2 separate regions of the Capra hircus genome follow, and region 1 is linked to region 2. Evidence: chromatin contacts called from public Hi-C data. All regions are on one chromosome and are shown on one strand. The core of a region is the stretch at or near the end of the contact, and the rest is flanking DNA. Distances in the headings are between cores, read along the strand shown. Region 1 has its middle 40 kb from the start of CLN8. Region 2 has its middle 17 kb from the start of ARHGEF10.

Region 1 (3,989 bases), core at 560-3,059, 140 kb before region 2:
TGTGGCTGTGCAGTTTTCCCTACACCACTTACGGAAGAGATGGTCTCTGCTCCATTGTATCTTTTCACCTCCTTTGTCATAGATTATATCATCACGCTTTCTTTCTAACACACCTAAGCAAAAAGAAAGCTTTATACATTTTTCTTTTTTAATCCTATAATCCTTCCATGAAAGCTTTCATTCACTTGGCATGTCATTGAAAACTTTAGCCTTTAGCCACATATGGTTTAGCAGTTTTCCCAGGGCTCAATAAAAGTGTATGGAAAGTTGTACGGCATTCATTTTCGATGTGTTGATTAATGGTTCATCAGTTGTGACAGATGTACCATGTCCATGAGGATGTGAGGAGCTGGGGAGCTGGGAGGAGCAGCGAAAAGCTACACGTGAGCTCCTTACTTTAAACTCCACTCTATTTTTCTGTAAACCAAAATGTTTTCAAAAATAGCCTATGAACTAAAACATGAAGACAGGCTGCTGCTGCTGCTGCTAAGTCACTTCAGTTGTGTCCGACTCTCTGCGACCCCTGAGACGGCAGCCCACCAGGCTCCCCCGTCCCTGGGATTCTCCAGGCAAGAACACTGGAGTGGGTTGCCATTTCCTTCTCCAATGCATGAAAGTGAAAAGTGAAAGTGAAGTCACTCAGTCGTGTCCGACTCTTCGAGACCCCATGGACTGCAGCCTACCAGGCTCCTCCATCAGTGGGATTTTTCCAGGCAAGAGCACTGGAGTGGGTTGCCATTGCCTTCTCCAATGAAGGCAGGAAGCAATGACAAAAAGTCAGATGCCACAGTTTGGATGTTTTCAGCTTTTTTTCCATTATTTGAAGTTTTAAATGAGTTGCCTTGTGAAAAGTAGGATGTTGGAAAATTTTCTGCACCCTTATTTTTGTTTAGTGAGCTCTTAAGTTATCATCCCTTAATATGTTCAGATAATTGTAACTTGCTTTGTAATTAAAGTGAAAGGCAGACAAACATGCTGTGTCAGGAAAGAAGCGAAGGTTTTCGAAGCTTCAAGCTGTGGCCCCAGACAAGTAACACCCCTCGAGTTCCTAGGAGTGCTCCCTAGACTTGTGGCGCTTTAGAATCCACTGATGGATTTCCCCCGAACAATTAGAGTCCAGGGCCCATGAAAATCCATTTCCAAACCGTCTCATTACACTGCTATGGTCTTCTACGATTGAGTGTGAAAAATTCAATTTTATACCCACAGCAAGCTGTGCAAAGCTGTGATTCAGTGACAATGCAGAGCACGTTCAAAACACAGGGACTTCGTCCCCAGGGTCCAGCCTGGTGACAGACACCCCTGTGCTGAGAAACCCCCAGGGGCCTCCCTCTCCAGCCCAGGTCCTCCGGCCCCTTCCCCCTCCACCCGGCCAGGCTCTCCGCACGCAGCCCCTGCAGGAAGCCCCCAGCCTGCTCGGGAGCTGGAGTCCTTCCTGCCCATGTCAGCACCACATTTCTGCCCTGGGCACCGAGCTGGAGATCCGATTAAAAGAGAGAAAGTCATGGACCTGGCCCTTGTGCTCAACTGCAGGCCATGGATTTTCCTTTACTTTGCCTATAGGCTGGCAGCTAGCCTGTTGCTGGTTCGGTGGTGCTGGTCAAATGCGAGGCTTCTAGGTTAGAAAAGCCCGTTACTCCCACACAGGAGATGCGTGGGCACTGGGGTGCGGCTCCGTCACCACCTTCTGCGGGGCTGTGCAGGGCTGACGGTAGAGGCTGTGTGTGCTGTGCTGGCTGCATAGCTGGGGACAGTGAATGAGGGGCCTGGGCTCATCAACAGCTCAGGAGGGAAGCCCTGGGCCAGTAGGAGCACCTGCCTCGCCCTGGAGACCGTGGACAGCGGGCCGGGCCCTGAGTGATGGCCCCGGAAGCGGCAGTGGGCATCATTGTCTTGGCACACCCGACACGGGGAGGGCAGGGGCATGGCTGGTCCCCAGGGCGCCTTCACAGCTTTCAGTATTGTTCTGAAACAAGACACTCAGGGTACATGCTGAGGTCATTTGGCAACAGGGTTTTTTTTTTTTTTGCTCTGGTTATTCCATTTCCTTTTTTCTGTGTCAAACCACACTTTTCCCCGTGAGTTCCTTCCTGTGGTCACGGACAAGATCAAGTCTCCTGGGCCACGTGATCTGAGCCACAGGGGAGTCTGGACCCTGCCTGGTCCGCTGGCCAAGCCAGCAAGGCCCCCCACCCCCTGCACCGCGCAGCTGAGAGAGCGCCCGGGATGGATCCCCTGTGTTTGCAGGTGACTTTCCTGCACCAGCATTAGAATCTCATTGTCAGGGGTCTCTGACCTTCTGTGGCCCCCTTCCCCAAATTCTCCACCTCCAGCCTTTCTAGGTGATCCTTCGCTCACTACGGCTATTGGATATTGTAATTCTGTAAAATGTTTAGCTCTAGTAAGAGCTTCTCTGATAGCTCAATTGGTAAGGAATCTGCCTGCAATGCAGGAGACCCCAGCTTGATTCCTGGGTTGGGAAGATCCACTGGAGAAGGTCGACTACCCACTCCAGTATTCTTGGGCTTCCCTGGTGGCTCAGCTGGTAAAGAATCAGCCTGCAATGCGGGAAACCTGGGTTCGATCCCTAGGTTGGGAAGATCCCCTGGAGAAGGGAAAGGCTACCCACTCCAGTAGTCTGGCCTGGAGAATTCCATGGACTATATAGTCCATGGGGTCGCAAAGAGTTGGATATGACTTGAGCGACTTTCACTTCACTTCAGTAAAAGCTTGTTTTAACTGTACTCAAAGAAGAAAGAAGTTTTGTAAGATATTAAACCGCAGAAAGTTGTAGAACCTCCCGCAGCCCTCACCCCGCAGCAGTTTCCCCAGGAAATAGTGTCAGGTCATCTTCACTTGAAACGGGACGATGAGGCGTCCAGGGCTGAGACAGGGGCCTGGTGTTCGAGCTTAGCCGTTGCCTGCACGGCTGTGCCCACATCCAAGGCTGTGCCCTCCATGATAACCACGAAGAGACAGGACAGGCACCTTCATTTGAATTAAGTAGCCGAGGCCCAGCAAGTCTGCTTTGCATATTTATGCATAGTAAGGAGCTGCCCGGGGCCAACAACTTGAGCAACAACTCGTCACAGTAGAGAGGGCTACAGGGGTATTTTTGGCTGCAGGCAGATGAAACTGGGTTCACCAGATCACAATGATGCAAAGAACTGACTGATTGGAAAAGACCCTGATGCTGGGGAAGACTGAAGGCAGGAGAAGGGGGACGACAGAGGGTGAGATGGTGGGATGGCATCCCTGACTCAATAAACATGAGTTTGAGCAGATTCTGGGAGTTGGTGAAGGACAAGGAGGCCTGGCATGCTGCAGTCCTTGGGGTTGCAGAGTCAGACTCAACTGAGCAATGAATGACTGAACTTAAGTGAAGAGCATTGCAATTCGAGGATAGTCCGCCAGAGGGCAGTAGCCCCCTACCCAGGGCTCAGCTGTAAACACAGGTTAATCTGATCTTTAAGTTAAACACAGAAAGCCAGGGTCATTTTTATATTGATCTTTGTTCAAGGATGTTGAATAAACAGGGATTGGTAAAACAGTGTTATACTTCAACATGTAAACCGTTTGAGACAAGCTGTCACAAAGTTACTGTCACCTTGGAAGCAGGAAATGAGGTTTATATTCTGTAACCAGCAGTTGTCTGATCTAAAGGGAGAACTGAATCCCATGTTGGATTAGCAAGGACATCCATAGCTTTGGGTTACATATTTAAGATTTAATTCTTGTTTTAACTCAAACTATTTTATTCTTTCAAGTTCACATTTATGTTTCAAATGTCTCAGCCATTCTACACATCAGGGAAGAAAAGGAAATAGAGAAAGAGGGGGTGATTTAGGCACAAAATGGGAAAAGTAATGAGAACCCCATCCTGCCACACCATAGCCCACGCTGGTCTCAGGGCAGGAGGGTAACAGGGACCTTTTCTCCTAATGCAGTTGCTTTGTTCCTGTAGAAGCGGAAAGATCAAAGCTCTTGAG
Region 2 (4,343 bases), core at 24-2,523:
AACTCAAAGTGGATTAAAGACCTAAGGGTATGACCAGAAACCATAAAATTTCTAGATGAAAACATAGGCAGACATGTAAATCACAGCAATATCTTTTGTGATTTTCTAACAGAAACAAGCAAAAAAAAAAAAAAAGAAAAAGAAAAAACAAATGGGACCCAATTAAATACTCTTAAATACTCTTGCACAGGAAAGGATACCAAGGACAAAACAAAAAGACAACCTGCTGAAAAGGAGAAAATATTTGCTAATAACATGACCAATAAGGGGTTAATATCCAAAGTATATAAAACATACAACTCAGTACCAAATGGACAGTCGGATTAAAAAATGGGCAGAGGACCTGAACAGACAGTTCTTCCAAAGAGGAAGTGCAGATCGCCAAGAGGCACACGAAAAGATGCTCAACATTATGGCTAATCAGGAAAATGCAAGTCAAAACCACAGTGAAGTTTCAGTTTGTACTTGTCAGAACGAAAAGTAAAAAGTGTTAGTCACTCAGTGGTGCCTGACTCTTTGTGAACCCACGGACTAAAGCCTGCCAGGTTCCTCTGTCGTTCGGAATTCTCCAGGCCAGAGTACTGGAGTGGGGCAGCTGTTCCCTTCTCCAGGGGACCTTCCCCATCTAGGGACTGGACCCAGGTCTCCCACACTGCAGGCGGATTCTTTACTGGCTCAGAAAGGACCCTCAGAAAGACAGGAAGCACTGAGGAGGCTGTGCATTAAAGGGAATGCTCCTACACTGCTGGTGGGGATGGAAATTGGTGCAGCCACTATGCAGAACACAGCAGTGGAAAAAATAAAAAATAGAACCAAGAAGAGACTGAGCAATCCCACTCCTGGGTACACATACAAAGAAAGCGACAACACAAACTGGAAAAGAAGCATGCAGCCCACAGCTCACAGCAGCGGTATTTACAAAAGAGGCAGCTAGGGAGATCTGAGCCCGCATGGGAGTGGGGCCAGGCGATGAGCCCCCGCAGGACCGCCGTCACAGTAAGAGTGCATGCCCTTCCCGACCAGCCTGGTGCTAAACGCTCAGCCACCAGCCACCGGCCCTCCTGCGCGGCTCTGCCCTCTGTGCTGCCCCTCAGGCCCCAGCCTCTCCCGAGGGCGCAAGGACTCTCTGCACAGAAGAGAAGGTCCACAACCTTCTCACCAACGTTCCATCGCTCCACCAGCCCCAAGGCGCCTGGCCCGGCCTCCCCGACCTCTTCCCACCGGTGCCCGGGCCTGTCCAAGCCTCTCCGCAGCCCTCCTCCGCCATCACGTGACCACGTCCCCGCCGGCCAGCCCACAGACGTGCAGTGACGGCTCCCAACACTAAGACCTCCTGGATCTCACTCCTTCGGCAGCCAGTTTTCCTCTTCATAGAGAGCCCTGAAAGGGCCTCCTGTACCCGCAACCCCCACCCCATCTCCCCCACGGCATGCCGCCCACCCCAGCACGGCGGCACTCGTGTCTGACGCCTCACAGCACTCACGCAGTTGCTTCCTCTTCTCAAGGCTCCTCCTTGGGGGTCTGGGACACAACTCTTCTTGCGAGCCCACCCTGTCCCGGGGGGTCTCAGCCAGGCCTGGCCCCTCCAGGCTCCCAGGTTTTACGTCTGCTCCAGCTGCACAGCCAGCTGTCCCCAGGTGTCTCCAAGGTGTCCGAAACGCATCGAGCGCCACTTCACTCCGAACCTGCCTCAATCAGTCTCTCCTCAGCCGCCTCCGCCTCCGTGAAGGGCACGGCTTCCCTCCCCGGTGTTTGAGTCAGTCCTCCCGGGATGGCCTGGACTGCACCCCGCCAGCGTGTTCCGCGGGCTCCACCTGCAGGACGCGCCAGGATGCACACCTCCGCCTCCGCCCCGGCTCCCCAGCACGGCCTGGTCCACACGGCAGAACCACTCCGTTCCTGAGTCACCACACGGCTTTTCTCGGCTGAAGACCCCCAGCGGCCCTGCTCTCAGGGTCAGAGCCCCAGTGCTCACAGCCCGGCCGGACTGCCCGCGCAGCTCCCGAAGTGGCAGGTCCCACTGGCCCCGGGGCACCATCCCCCCAACTCCTGTCTCCTCACTTAGGGAAACAGGGCTCCAGGCCCTGGTCTGGTATGACCGACAGATGCTGGAACGGGTGTGAGCTCTCCTCACTACTGAAGTTCAGGATAAACTGGCAAAAATATACAATAATTTACACTTATCAGTGAACGGTTGGTTTTGGAAAGCAGTTCTCTTAAGACAAGAACTGTTTTGTCACTATGTAACAGGTTTACTATATTTTAATGGTTACAAGTGAAAACCGAGACAAGCATGGCTCCAGTCCAGCAAATCGGGCCCCACACTCTCCTCTGTGAAGTGACTTCACAGACATGTGAGGAGCCGCCCGCTGGGACGCACGCGGTGGCTCCCCATCCTCAGACCCCGTCGCTGTCTACCCCCAACGCTTGTCAGGACAGAAGGAGAGCCAGGCAAGAGGGATTCATTCCTGCTGTGGACTTTCCCGAAGGGGTAAGGTCAGGCTCACCTCCCCCTCTGGAGGCGACCCTCAGGAGCAGGTGGAGCCGCAGCAGGAAGCTGGTGAGAGGGACAGCAGGGGTGGGGCCATCTGCGGAGCTCCTATCACAGCAGAACCACGGGCTGAGTCCTCAGAGCCTGCAGGATGGACGTCCAGAATCGACATGCAGCAGACGCCATATCTGGTGAGGCCCCTCCACAGTGCACACATGGTACCTTCTCCCTGTGTCTCCTCAAGTGGCAGAAGGGCTGGGGGCACTCTGACCCCATTCATGGGGGCTCCACCCTCATGATCTCATCACCCCCCAAGGCCACACCACCACCCCAGGCATTTGGATTCAGCCTGAGTTTTGGGGGGATACACACTCAGACCATAGCAGAATGACCCCACTGAATGACGTGCAGGATTCGTGCTGAGGGCAGGCAGGGGCTCAGACCTCATTATCTAGGGAAAGGGGATGAGCAGTCCGGTCATACGCTGAGCCTGGAGAGCTCCAGCTAGTCTGACTCAACAGAAATCTTGCTAAAATGGGACAATGAAGAGACAGACCTCAAAGCCTGAGGAGTCAGGACCTCGCTGGGAGCCACTCAGAGGAGCCCGACTAGAGCCTGGTCCAGCAGAGACTGTGGCCCTCCTCTGTTCCAGCCCACACTGGCCCAGACTGTCCCTTCTGCACAGTGCAGAGGGGCCCACAGCGTTCCCGCACCCCCAGTCCTGCTCCCAGAACTCCACAGGCTCCCCCTGAGGCAAGTGGCAGGCAGACCTGAGAGAGAACCCAGGTTTACACCTGTCACCAGCACTCGATCACACAGTGTGAGTCACGTGAACTGGTCAGTGTCCCGTGCGTATAAAGCTCGCTAGCACCACGCTTCAGCCTGTTATGTGTACAGACTTATGTCTGAATGGTGCACACACTGTTAATACTTCACTGCTAAAAAATGCTAACCAGCACCTGAGCTTTCCAAGTCATTCCAGTAAGATCACTGATCACAAAGAGCAGAGTGTGCCTGCGTCCACGGGGAACCCCCTGCACGGGCAGCAGCTGCCCGGGAGAGACGTTTGCTCACTCCAGGGTCCCCTGGGGAGCATCCACCCTCCGTGCAGGACCACCCTTGACCCCCTGTCCCCTCAAATGATGGCATTTCCCACAGCAGTCAGGGGACTCGGCCCTTGTCCTTCAAGTTCAGAGTCCACCGAGTCTAGAGAGCTGGGTCTGGAAAAGCACTACTGACGCCTGTCCGCACCCCCTGGATTCTGGTCACACAGAAGTCCTGTTGCCCTGGACCTCACTGACCTTCTGCCCCTACTCAGAAAGCGCTCCAGCCAGGAGGGAAGATGGCCCTGCCTCCAAGTTCTGAACTGGAAGACTAACCACTTCTGATGACGAGTTACAGGGTCTTCAGGACCGAGTGGGAAGGCCTGGCACCTGAGGATGCTGAGCCCAGCGACACTGGGTTGCCCGTCAGGGGCTTTCCGGGGATGGAGCATGCAGGAGCCCTCCTAGAGGAACGCCGTCAGTGCTGTGACTCTTAGGGGCCAGGTTAATCTGCCGGTGCACAGCCAGCCAAGACGCTGAGACGCCAAGGTCGCCAGCAAGAGAGCTTTCTCATGAGGCAGCCAAAATCTCAGGTCTTCCTCCCAGAAGGTGCGGGACTGGGGCCTTGATAGCAGAGTGAACAGGGCTGTGTGGGCACCATGATAAAAGAGGTGCCTAACTGTCCTTGAGCACAGGCGTGACTAGGCTCCAGGCCTCTGCATATTCACAAGGTCACCAGTGCACGTACAGATCCAGGGGAGTGGTCAGTGCTCCTATCCCATCTCAACCAGCTCAGCCCAAACTCAACA

What was found. Hi-C and Micro-C count contacts between places; a contact is called where the count stands out from the background.
Region 1: a contact with region 2 is called in a Hi-C map of blood, with 4 times the contacts expected there. The contact joins two enhancer-like sites. A contact is called at or near these places in 4 of 5 Hi-C or Micro-C datasets (blood and liver).

What each region holds. Positions count from the first base shown.
Region 1 is chr27:43,428,806-43,432,794 of ARS1.2, reverse strand. No RefSeq gene overlaps it. Among named protein-coding and RNA genes, the nearest start is that of CLN8, 40 kb to the right of the region's middle. Within about 2 kb of position 1,809, at least 1 of the 5 cell types and tissues checked has an H3K27ac peak or open chromatin away from gene starts, as enhancers often do.
Region 2 is chr27:43,291,586-43,295,928 of ARS1.2, reverse strand. No RefSeq gene overlaps it. Among named protein-coding and RNA genes, the nearest start is that of ARHGEF10, 17 kb to the right of the region's middle. Within about 2 kb of position 1,273, at least 3 of the 5 cell types and tissues checked have an H3K27ac peak or open chromatin away from gene starts, as enhancers often do.